4 separate regions of the Sus scrofa genome follow, and regions 1, 3 and 4 are each linked to region 2. Evidence: chromatin contacts called from public HiChIP or PLAC-seq data. All regions are on one chromosome and are shown on one strand. The core of a region is the stretch at or near the end of the contact, and the rest is flanking DNA. Distances in the headings are between cores, read along the strand shown. Region 1 holds the start of SLC4A3 (anion exchange protein 3). Region 2 holds the start of CHPF (chondroitin sulfate synthase 2). Region 3 holds the start of DES (desmin). Region 4 overlaps SPEG (striated muscle preferentially expressed protein kinase).

Region 1 (2,700 bases), core at 23-2,522, 76 kb before region 2:
TGTCTCGGGCCCCCGCTCCCCTGACAGGCAGACAGGTGATGGGTGAGTGAGGCAGGATGACTTAACATGGCATGGTGGCCCAGCACAGCGTCCAGCACAGCGTCCAGCATAAGATGGCACCGGGTGACCAAGCCAGTGGTGAGCACGGTGATGGTGGCAATGAAGATGATGGTGGTGAGGCGGCCACGCTAGGGGTCCCCAGGCTACCCACACTCAAAGTCCCGCTCGCTGTAGCTGCGGCTGGGCTTCTCAGGGTCCCAGGCCGGAGGCTTGCTGATGAGGTCCCCAAACCTGCTCACGGCCAAGGTCTTCCCCAAGTCATCATCCTCCTCCTCCATGTCTGGACTCAGAGGGGGCTCCTCCAAGGGCACCCGGACCTGCAGACTCAGACAGCTTTCCTAAGCACCCTTGACCCATGATCACCCCACACCCACCCCAATTCAAGCCCCGGCAGATTCCATCTTCCATTCCCTGTGGCCCAAGAAGGGGTCAACCTCCCAGGCTTCTTGGGTTTCCCAGGAAGAGAAGGGGCAACAGCTCCGAAAAATAACCTGTAAGACCCCCTCTTTCCCCATATCCCAAGCCTAGCTCCATCCCTGTGTCTGGGGTCCCAGGACTGATCAGAAGACACCCCCCCCACCCCGCCCCGCTTCCTCCTTGAGGTCCCTCCCCCTCCTCCGACCCTGCGAGCCTCAGTCACCTGGGGTAGGGGGAGGCGCCCCCGGGCGGCGGGATCACTCCGTTGGCCATGTCCGGAGAGGTGGCTTGGAAGGCTCTGACTCACTGAACGACCCGTGGCCCGGGTGAGAAGAAGGGGGCGCTGCGGGGACCTAGTGGGAAACCCTGGAGAGGGAAGGCGGGGTCAGAAGCCTCGCGCCGCCGCCCCCACCCCCTCCCCGGAGCCCGATGCCCGATGCCCGATGCCCCTCCAGCCCGCCCGAGCACCCTTAGAGGCCCCGCTACGCCCGAAACACCCAGGGCCCAGCCCGGGCCGCCGCGCGCCGCCCCGCCCTGCGGTACCTCTGGGCTCCGGGCCTGCCGGGCCCGGGCCGGCCGCCGCGCCCCATCTCCCTCCTGCGCTCGCTCCGGGGCCTGTCGCCGCGCAGGGTGGACGGCCGGGAGGCGCCCGCGGCCGCGGAGAGCCTGGCGGGCCGGGCGGACGCAGGCGCCGGAGCCCGCAGCCCCGCGGCTCCACCTCCTCGCGCTCAGCTCTGCAGCTCCGCCGCCGCCGCCGCCGCCGCCGCCGCGGGGCCGCACAATGGGAGCGGGCGGGCGGTGACTCACCCCGCACCCGCCGGCCCGGCCCCCACGCGCGGGCCCCCGCAGGACCCCACCTGCTCCCCCAGCCCCTTCTCCCGCACCCCACGCGTTGCCGGGGGCGGGGGCGCCGCTCCCCACGCCCACAATCCCGAGATTCACGCACCACCTTGCTTTTCGCCTCCTCTCCCTGCAAGAGCCCTGGAAGCGACCCCTCCGCAGACGCCAGCCCCTCCAACGTCGGAAACTGAGCTTCGCAGAGCCGGGGAAGCACCCACCACCTGTTCTGTCGATCCCGACAGAGCCCCAGATGCCGGCCTTCTGCCACTAGGCACCGCCCAACGTTTGACCTTGGCAGTTACCTCCCCTCCCTGGGCCTCGGTTTCCCCTTCGTAGCCAGCGGGGCCTGGGCATCGGAGTGTTCGAAAGTTCCGTCGAGCTGTAGGATTCTGTGGCTCAGTTTCCAGACCCCCTCTCTCCCTCTTCCACTCCCTGAGGTCACAGCCCCTTTTCCAAGCGGAAAGGTCTTTGAAAGGAAGGACTGAATCCCAGTTTGACCCTCTGGGGTCTGGCTGAAACCGGACACCTAGCACAATGCCGTGTCCCTAACAGTCCCTCCATGATATTTGTTGAAGCCACGTCCCTGAATCCTTAGGCGAACTTAGGAGGATGTGGGGGGAGAACCCAGGATGCAGCTGAAGACAGGGAGGGTGGAACTGGCCAGGCCCAGGAGAGGGAAACCAAGCCTGCCCCAGGCACAGGGTGATGGACTCTGTGTGGGGGAAGAGGTTTAACCCTGTGACCTTGGAAATGTAATTTACCCTCTCCCGGCCCTGCCCTCACCTGGGTCTCAGCTCAACCCAAAGGCACATTTTTCTTTGCCTCTCTTATGACTACATCATTTCTCACCGTCTCCATCCTTGAATCCTAGAATTAACAACCACAATCATTTCATTACCTTAAATTTAGATACAAACCCCTCGGATATTTGTATTCTCATGAGCACACAACAGCCCTCCTCGGCATAGAGCATCTTGATCATATTTGACAGGTGAGAAAAACAAGGTTCCGAAAGTTTAAATGACTTGCCCAATGTCCAAGGCTTGTGGGAAGGCGGCATGGCTGAGAATCAAACCCAAGGGCTTCTGGCTTCATGTCTAATGTTTATCTGCATGTGCTACAGGGACCCCCCCCACCCCCCCACCTTGGTTGCCTGCCCACTGCTGTGAAACCTTCCCTGCCATGAGCACAGGCTGAAACATACGCCTCACTTCCCAGGTGAACTTTTTAAGGAGACTGCATCTTTGCTACTATAGAAGCCATACAGGGGCGTGATCAGGCAGTGCAAGCACATAGCCCAGCTCTGCCATTGATAACTGCATGACCTTGAACAAGTTATTTACTCTCTATGAGCCTCAGATTCCCCATCTGCAAAATGGCAAC
Region 2 (2,700 bases), core at 151-2,650:
AGAGACCATGTTTACTTACCCTGCTAAATGTTTTCAGTGCCTACCTAGCATAGTAACCCAAACATATCTTCATCACAAGAGCTATTATGTATTCAGTGCTTACTAATTCTTGCAACAACCCTGTGTGAGACAAGTATCATTCTTCCCACTGTTCAGATGAGAAAACTGGACCTTAGCAGTTAATGAGCCCAAGGCATCACAATTAGTAAGGTGCAGAGCCAGGTTCAAATTCAAGCATGCCTAACTCAAAAACCTGTGTTCTCTAGGATCTAGAGTCTAAGTTATCTACAAACATTTGTGGGATGGAAAAAGAGAGAGAGAGAAAAGAAAGATAATTATTATGGTGGTGGTAAAGTTCTAAAGAAGGCTGAGGGTGCCTCAGAAAAATAACTTAGGGAAACAGTGGGGAAGCCCCAGTGAGGGATGAGATGAGGTCTCACCGAAGAAGCAGTAGACGACTCCAAACAGACAGCACATGATGCAGACGAGGGCCGGCAGTGCCTGGTACCTGCGTTCCAGGGGCTGTTCACAGGGTGCACCCCAGAAGGCATCATCTGGCTCGGGGGGCAGCAGCTGGAACCGCAGTGTCGCCGCAGTGCCTGGCATAGTGCTGGGAACAGAGGGAGTCACCCTCCCAGGTCAGCCTGACAGAGAGGAAGTTGGGGTCAAAGAGGAGTCCTGGGTCTCTACCACGATGGAGTGAGAATGGGAGTGGGAGAACTAGGCAAGGACACAGTGGACAAAGGAGTGGTGCTCACATCACACAGCTCTGGAAGCATCCCTGAAGTAAGGGGCAAAAGACAAAGGGAAACAAAAGTGCCCGGCTAGAGGGAGCTGGGATGAAGTTAAAAGGGTAACTGGGTTGTGGGGAGATGAGGTCAGTGTGCTGCCAGTGAGAAGCAGGCGGCTAGAAGACTGGTCTGTGGGCGGCTAAATCTGGGATTGTCCAAGATCTACCTGGGCCGGAGGCGACCTGAGCTTCAGAGCGAAAGAGGCTGTGCAGAAGCCGGCGTGTCCGGGGTTGCAGGGTGCCAGGGGCTCCAGCCGACTTGGGTCCGGTAAAAGTCCGCCGTGAGGGGAAGGGGGCCGCTGGGCCGGAGGGACCGGTCCCTGCGCGGCAGCGTCGCCGCTCCGCCTCCAAAACCGGCTAGCACTCCAGGTCCGCGGCGTTCGGGGACTCGGGCTGGGCCTGGGAAAGGGAAAGGAGCGGGAGCAGGGGCTTGGGCTGCCCCAGAGCCGCGGCCCCATGCCCTGAGCCCGCCCGCGGCCTGTGGTGCTGATGGACAGCTCCGGCCTCTGCTCCTGACGTCACTCAGGGCGCACCATCCAGGCAGGGGCGGGCTGCTTCTGACGTCACCCGAGACGCACCAACCACGCCGAGAGGAGGTTAGGCGACTCCGCCCCCGGCGTCTGCCTCTCCCGCACTGAGGAGGGGGCACTTCCGGGGGTCCTTCCCCTTTAACCTCCCCCTTTTCCTCCCTCTCCGGTAGCTGGAGCCCGAGACCACACCCCGGGGGCGGGGCCCTCCCAGTGACACGTCGGACAGCGACGGCCCCCGCTAAGGCTCCCGAGCCCAGCGCCGGGACGGTGAGCGGTACCGAGCTGCGGCTGGAAGGGGATCAGAACGCAGCGCTGGGGATTCGACTGGCACCGCGGGCTCTGCTCGGCGCGGAGTGGGGGGGCCCGCCTGCTTGCCCTGGGCCCTCTGGATCCGCCCCCTCCCCAGTCCCGCCCCCTCGGAGCCTCCTCTAGCTGCTCTGGGGCTGCTCCGAGGCCCGGGGCCCGCGGTCCTGGCGCCATGCGGGCATCGCTGCTGTTGTCGGTGCTGCGGCCCGCAGGGCCAGTGGCCGTGGGCATCTCCCTGGGCTTCACTCTGAGCCTGCTCAGCGTCACCTGGGTGGAGGAGCCGTGCGGCCCAGGCCCGCCCCAACCCGGAGATTCTGAGCTGCCGCCGCGCGGCAACACAAACGCGGCACGCCGGCCCAACTCGGTGCAACCTGGAGCAGAGCGCGAGAAGCCCGGGGCCGGCGCAGGAGCCGTGGAGAACTGGGAGCCGCGCGTATTGCCCTATCACCCCGCACAGCCTGGCCAGGCCGCCAAAAAGGCCGTCAGGTAGGGATCAGACTCGCCAGCCCCACCCCCTGTGAACCGGCCTGGACAGGCGCGCCGTGGAGGCCGACAGGGGCTGGGTCAGGCTCCGGAAGGAAGGGGCTGGCTAGCCAGGAAGTCTTTGGGCCCTGATAATTTCCGATAGCCCTGCTTCTCGGGGAGGTGTGGAGCCCATCTGAGGCCTCCCTGGGCCTCATCCAGGCCTGGGCAGAACTTGCCCACCTCTGTCCTAAACCTGCTTGACACCACGGGCCCCCAGAGATCCTCAGTTCCCTGGCTCGGTGATGGGTGTAGACTGGTATAGAGAGAGGGAAAGAGAAAAGAGAGAACTAGGATTTACCTCTCTTATTCCTGTGTGGAGACCTGGATGGGGAGGTATTGAGGTTCCTGGGGGAAGGGTGATATACCCATCCCATTAATGCCTCTGCCTGTGAGTTGAACTAATTTCTCCTAAGTAACACTGAGTTCAATTTCCAGTTCTGCAACTTACCTTCTGTGTTGTGGAAGGTAAGATCCTGGAACCCCTGAGCTCCCCAAACACATTCACTACATGTCTATGCTATTCATTCCTTTACATCATTTGTGTGACAT
Region 3 (2,700 bases), core at 168-2,667, 120 kb after region 2:
AGAGGAGGCATGGCTGCTGGGTAGAGGCAGGAGGCCCTGCCCACACAGGGAGGGGACAGGAAGTGGCCCAATCGCTGCCTTGGAGCCACACCCTGGAAGCCTCTGTCCCCACCAGACTGTGACCTCCCTGGGATTAAGAACTGTGTCTATTTTATCCACCTCTGTGTTCCCAGGCCCCAGCCCCAGCCTGACCCATGTAGGTGCTCACTTAACATTTGTGACCTGGGTGGAAGGACAGGGACTCTGTTCTCTTGGGCCACCAAAAGCAGGACCCATGAGTCCTTGCTCTATACTTGCTGCCTTTATGTACTGGGAGCCTGGTGGAGCCCACCATTTAGTCCTCCCAAGCTTGCTGAGAGCTGCACCCCCCAGGCACTCTCCCCCTTCCTCTAGCTTATCCGGTCCCCCTGTACAGCCTCAGCCAGGCCCAGGGGCCAAGATCCCCTCTCCACCCCCAGCCCCAGGGCCTCATCACAGATGGGCTGAGAGTCTCTCTCTGACTGCACTTGGGCCTCCTCTCTCCACCTACATACCTGACTCCCAGCAACATCACCCCAGCATCTTAAGATGCTTTTTAAAAGGCACCTGGTCCTCCCAGGTCTCGCCTTTCCTCCTCATGATGTCTGCAAGAAGATTCCTCCTCTGCAGACTGCGAGCAAAGGGAAAGGCCAGGCGTCCCTCCCCTTCGGGGAACACAGCAACAACCCTCCTCTCCCTGGGTGCTGACAACTGGATCCAGTCCTAGGCCTAGCCTCCCACGCCCCAGCCCATGGAGAGGGGGTTTCGGGTCCTCACTTGGCCTTGAGCCGCTGCAGGTCGTCCAGCAGGTTGTCCCGCTCGACGTCGACGCGGGCGCGCTGGTTGGTGAGCACCTCCACCTGGCGCCGCAGCTCGCGCAGCTCCTCCTCGTAGATCTCGGCCACCCGGGTCGGCTCGCGGCCCTTGAGCCGGTTCACCTCGGCGGCGAGCGCCGCGTTCTGCTGCTCCAGGAAGCGCACCTTCTCGATGTAGTTGGCAAAGCGATCATTGAGCTCCTGCAACTCCACTTTCTCGTTGGTGCGCGTGGTCAGGAACTCCTGGTTGACGGCGTCTGCCAGCGAGAAGTCCAGCAGCTCGCCCGCGCCGTAGGATGAGGAGGGCACGCGGGTGGCCCCCAGCCGGCTGGCCCGCAGCGGCCCCAGGCCCCCGGCCCCGCCCGACGTGCGCGACACCTGGTACACTCGGGAGGTCACCGAGCTCGAGGAGCCCTTGGTGCCGAAGCCCGCGCGCGGGAACACGGGCGAGCTCAGCGGCGAGCCGAGCGGGAAGCTCGGGGCCCCGCCGAAGGTGCGGCGGTAAGAGGACACGCGCTGGCTGGACGAGTAGGCCTGGCTCATGGTGGCGGCGCGGGCTTGGCTGGGCGGCGCGGAGGAGGAGGCGGCGGCGGCGGCGGGCGGCCGGCTGGAGAGTAGATGCGGCGAGGGGAGACAGGGCCCCCAGCCGACGGCACTATTTGTATCCCTCCTGACATCAGCCCCCGCCGCCCCTCCCCTGACAGCTGCAGGATCCCGCTGTCCTGCCAGGAAAGGGCGGCCTCTGGCGTGGGGGCGGGGAGGCCAGCTCCCCCGCAAGAGGCCTGTGCCCCCTCGGCCGGCGGGTAGGGGGGCCCCTGAAGGGTGTGGGAGAGAACGATGGACCTAGAAGGGCAGAAGATGGGCAGGCCAGCCAAGCGCTTGGCCAGGGCTCAAGCACGTCTGGCACCCCAAGGGGGGCCCCCTCTCAGCCTTTGGGGTGCCGGCTTCCTCCTGGGGGTGATCGGGGAGAGGCTAATGTTTACTTACAGGGACTCGTTTTTGCTCCCAGGAGAGATTTTGGGTCATGTCGAGCAAGGCCTGTTTCTAAAGAAAGGCTCCAAATCACCCGTTTTTTCTCAAGATTCTCTGAATGTGGCAAGCACTTAGGAGGGCTCAGGCAAAGACCAGGAGTCCAGAAGCCAGGCTGAGAGGAGGAGGGTCTCTGGACAGGTGGAAAGGCTGGGAGGGCTTCCCGGGGACAAGGAGCAATGGGAGCCAGACCTGCCTGCTGGGTTATGTCTGCTAGCACTGGGGTGCCAGCTTCCTTCCAGCCTCAGTTTCCCTCTGGGCTTGGGCCTCAAGCTTATAAACAACAGTGATTTCCAGAAAGGGGCTAGAAGGCTCTCAGTTTCCAATGATGACAATTATAACTGTATACTCTCACCCCCATGCCACTAACTTTGCCTGGCTTCCTCCCCTCGAGCCCACCTCCCGCCTCTGATTCATGCCCCTCCTCACACCACCCACACCCGCACCCACCGAGGGGTTTGTGTTTTGTCAGGAGCCTCATGTCAACCCAGCCATCTCCCTGGCAGCAACAGCTGCCAACCCGAAATACCAGAGCTGGTATTTATAGAGGAGAATGCATCAGGCCGGGAAAAAAAGCGCACCGGAGAGGCGCTCTGGGGGTGGGGGCCGGGTACCTGAGTGTCAGATGGTGGAGGAAGGCTGGGGTGATGAGCCCCAGTTGCTTTGCACCCCCATAATGCTCCATGCCCCCAGCAGCAATGGAGCCCCAGAAGGGCTGACCAGTCTTCCACAGGCTCCTTAGGACAAGGTGCTGGCTGACCCTAAGGACATTCCCACTTCTCCACGAATCCTGGCTGTCTCTGGACACCTCCACCTGGCACTCTGCAGGCCTCTCTTG
Region 4 (2,700 bases), core at 80-2,579, 85 kb after region 2:
AGGGGGCACCGGCGTTGCTTTGGGGGAGGGGTGTCCCCAGGGCCCTGAGGCCCTCCCCTGCAACTGGCCAGGGGCCCAGCCTCACTGAGCTGGCTCCTATCCGACTGCCAAATACAGACATGAGCCTGCCACAGCCCCCTGGCCCCTCCTCCTGGTCCCCCACCCCAAGCCCCTTTGGCCCTGTACCCCGGCTGGGCTGCCCCCCAACTCACCCCGAGACTCTGCACGCAGACCCCGGCCTGCACTTGTCCTGAAGAATCTGTCCTGGCACCGGGCCCTCCTGCCGCCTGCCCACTGCCCACCCCGCCCGGCTCCCCAGGGAGCAGGAGCCCAGCCTGCCCAGCCCCACTTACTCTGCTGACCCTGCCGAGGCGCTGCACGAGGTCCTGGGGGAGGGGAGGGAGCCTGAGGAGGGGGAGGGAGGGGGTGGGGGCTGGCCAGGCCTGGACCGGCTGGGTGGCAGGCAGGCAGCTGGCTGGGGAGGTGGTTCCTGCGGAGACCACAAGCCGCCTGGGCCCTGGAGTGAAGGGGAGGAGAGGGGAGGGGCAGAGCGCGCCGCGCGCCGGCTGGATTTAGCCACCCTGCTCATTCCCAAACCGCGGGATCTGCCTTTTCTCTCCTTACAGCTTCTGGACCCTGACAAATGCAAAGCCACCTCAACGGCGCCTCGACTCAAAGGGCGGGGGCCTCGGTGCCCAGGGGAAGATGGGGATGGCATTGCACTGCAGCAGCCAAGATGCCTGTGCTGCCCCATTTGTTTCGGCATGTCCAGCAGAGGAGGTACGATGGCAAACAGCCCCCATGATGCCCCTTTCCCTGAACAAACAGCCAAGATCCCTGACGCTGGAATCCACTGACAAGCCTCAAATACTACAGAGTCAGGCCGCACCCAGTCTTCCCTTGTGCTGCGAATCAGTTGTCAGGACCTTTGGCCTCCTTCGCAGAGATGCCCGCTCAACTTGCAGGGCCCAGAATCCCCCCTCCACCTTCCTGTTCCTGCCATGGCAGGTCTGGCCTCGCAGCCACGTGGGGAACCGGACCTGCACCCAACCCCTCTCTTACAGGCTCTGTTGGCAATGGTCCCTCACCCTGTCAGCGCCACCAGGGCCAACAGTCAGGAGGACAGAGGCTGTCCACCCCCCACACTCTGACCCCTCACAACCAGCACCCATCTGGACTGGGTGGGGAAGGCGCCGGGAGACAGCAGCAGAGCTGCAGAGCTGTTGAGGAGAGGTCACATGGCCTTCTCCCACCTTCTATCACGCCCGCCTGGGGCCACATTCCCAAGCAGTGACCTGTGTTCCTCAGCATGGCCAGTGAAGGAGGAAGGTCCACCATTCAGACTGGCTTGAGGTGGGGGTGGAGAGGGAAGTCAGGATGGCACATGGCAAGCACCTGCTCGGGGTCTGGCCACTAGCCGATGCTGAGATCACCGGCATGGCCCCTGGAGGCAAATGTGCCCTCCCCGCTGTGGAGTGTGGTGACGTCTGGGGTCACCTCCAGGTTGGATGGACAATGCTGAGGCAGCGCAAGGGCCCAGGGAGGGCCTGCAGAGATTAAAGCTGGAAGGGCGGAGTTTGCAGGGAGACTGAGACCCCTGGTGGTGGCTGGGGGAATAGCACCCTAGGGACACCCTGTGACAAAGGGATTTGGAGGTTCCTTAGGTTCCTTAGAGAGGGGGGCTGACAGAGCAGCCCAGGAAGAACACTCAGGACTAGGTCTTTTCAAAACAAGGCAGCGGCCCCTCACCCCTGTGTACCCCCAGAACTGCATGGCCAAGGAGGCTGATCAATGATCTGTCACCAGCTGTGGTCTTTGAACCACCAGCATCAGGGCCGCTTGGGAGACTGTTTAAACTATAAATTTCTGAGAGTTCCCACTGTGGTGCAGTGGGTTAAGAATCTGAATGCAGCGGCTCAGATCCCTGCGGAGGTGCCGGTTTGATCCCTGGCCTGGTGCAGCGGGTTAAAGGATTGGGCATTACCACAGCTGAGGTGTAGGTCACAGCTGCGGACTGGATTCAATCCCTGGCGGCCATAAAAAAAAAAAAAAAAAAAAAAAGTGTCTGGGCCTTACTCACACCTGAAGAATTAGATTTCTTGAAACAGGGGTTAGGAAACTGCTTTGTTAGAATGCGTTCCCCAACAGGTGATTTTTTTTTTTTTTTTTTTAGGGCCACGCCTGTGGCACGCCTGAGGTTCCCAGGTTAGGGGTCAAATTGGAGCTGCAGCTGCTGGCCTACACCACAGCCACAGCAATGCCAGATCCAAGCCACATCTTCGACCTATGCCCCCTTGCCACAATGCCGGAACCTTAGCCCGAGACCAGGGATGGAACCTGCATCCTCATGGATGCTAGTTGGGTTCTTAATGGGAACTTCCCATGGCGATTCTTACACACGCAAAGGTTTGGTGGCAAGAGGTGGTATCACCAAGTTCCATCTCACTTGACCACCAAACTTCGAGGCCGGGCTCTGAACCGTGGAGGTCTGGCTCCACAGCCCACGTGCTTCCCACTGCACCACCTGGCCTCCCACCTGGCACAAGGTCCCTGCCTCAGGGCAGGGCTTCTCAGAGTCCACCCTGCACCAGAATCACGTGGAGGGCCCCTTAAACCACAGCTCACTGGGCCCCACCCCCAGGTTTCTGATCCAGTAGGTCTGGCTGGGGCTGATGTCACACATCTCTAACGCATTCCCAA

The links. HiChIP or PLAC-seq counts read pairs in DNA pulled down with a chosen protein or histone mark.
Region 1: a contact with region 2 is called in an H3K27ac HiChIP or PLAC-seq map of skeletal muscle. The contact joins the promoter of SLC4A3 here to the promoter of CHPF in region 2. A contact is called at or near these places in 2 of 47 Hi-C or Micro-C datasets (skeletal muscle and subcutaneous adipose tissue) and 1 of 2 datasets of contacts at active chromatin or transcription factors (skeletal muscle).
Region 3: a contact with region 2 is called in an H3K27ac HiChIP or PLAC-seq map of skeletal muscle. The contact joins the promoter of DES here to the promoter of CHPF in region 2. A contact is called at or near these places in 1 of 5 promoter capture datasets (fetal skeletal muscle), 5 of 47 Hi-C or Micro-C datasets (heart right ventricle, omental adipose tissue, skeletal muscle and 1 more) and 1 of 2 datasets of contacts at active chromatin or transcription factors (skeletal muscle).
Region 4: an H3K27ac HiChIP or PLAC-seq map of skeletal muscle shows a contact between it and region 2. The contact joins the enhancer-like site here to the promoter of CHPF in region 2. A contact is called at or near these places in 7 of 47 Hi-C or Micro-C datasets (embryonic fibroblasts, fetal skeletal muscle, heart right ventricle and 4 more) and 1 of 2 datasets of contacts at active chromatin or transcription factors (skeletal muscle).

What each region holds. Positions count from the first base shown.
Region 1 is chr15:121,628,366-121,631,065 of Sscrofa11.1, reverse strand. SLC4A3 (anion exchange protein 3) reads right to left here and starts at 1,272. Exons shown (of 25, transcript XM_021075196.1): 1 at 1,021-1,272; 2 at 701-843; 3 at 212-377. The coding sequence starts at 338.
Region 2 is chr15:121,552,290-121,554,989 of Sscrofa11.1, reverse strand. CHPF (chondroitin sulfate synthase 2) reads left to right here and starts at 1,400. Exons shown (of 4, transcript XM_003359649.4): 1 at 1,400-2,112. The coding sequence starts at 1,799. TMEM198 (transmembrane protein 198) reads right to left here and starts at 1,304. Exons shown (of 5, transcript XM_021076309.1): 1 at 958-1,304; 2 at 441-644. The coding sequence starts at 606.
Region 3 is chr15:121,427,319-121,430,018 of Sscrofa11.1, reverse strand. DES (desmin) reads right to left here and starts at 1,417. Exons shown (of 9, transcript NM_001001535.1): 1 at 796-1,417. The coding sequence starts at 1,376.
Region 4 is chr15:121,467,355-121,470,054 of Sscrofa11.1, reverse strand. All of the region lies in intron 6 of SPEG (striated muscle preferentially expressed protein kinase), which reads right to left. Among named protein-coding and RNA genes, the nearest start is that of SPEG, 25 kb to the right of the region's middle. Within about 2 kb of position 1,329, at least 20 of the 83 cell types and tissues checked have an H3K27ac peak or open chromatin away from gene starts, as enhancers often do. A contact at or near this core is called in skeletal muscle, where this site is marked.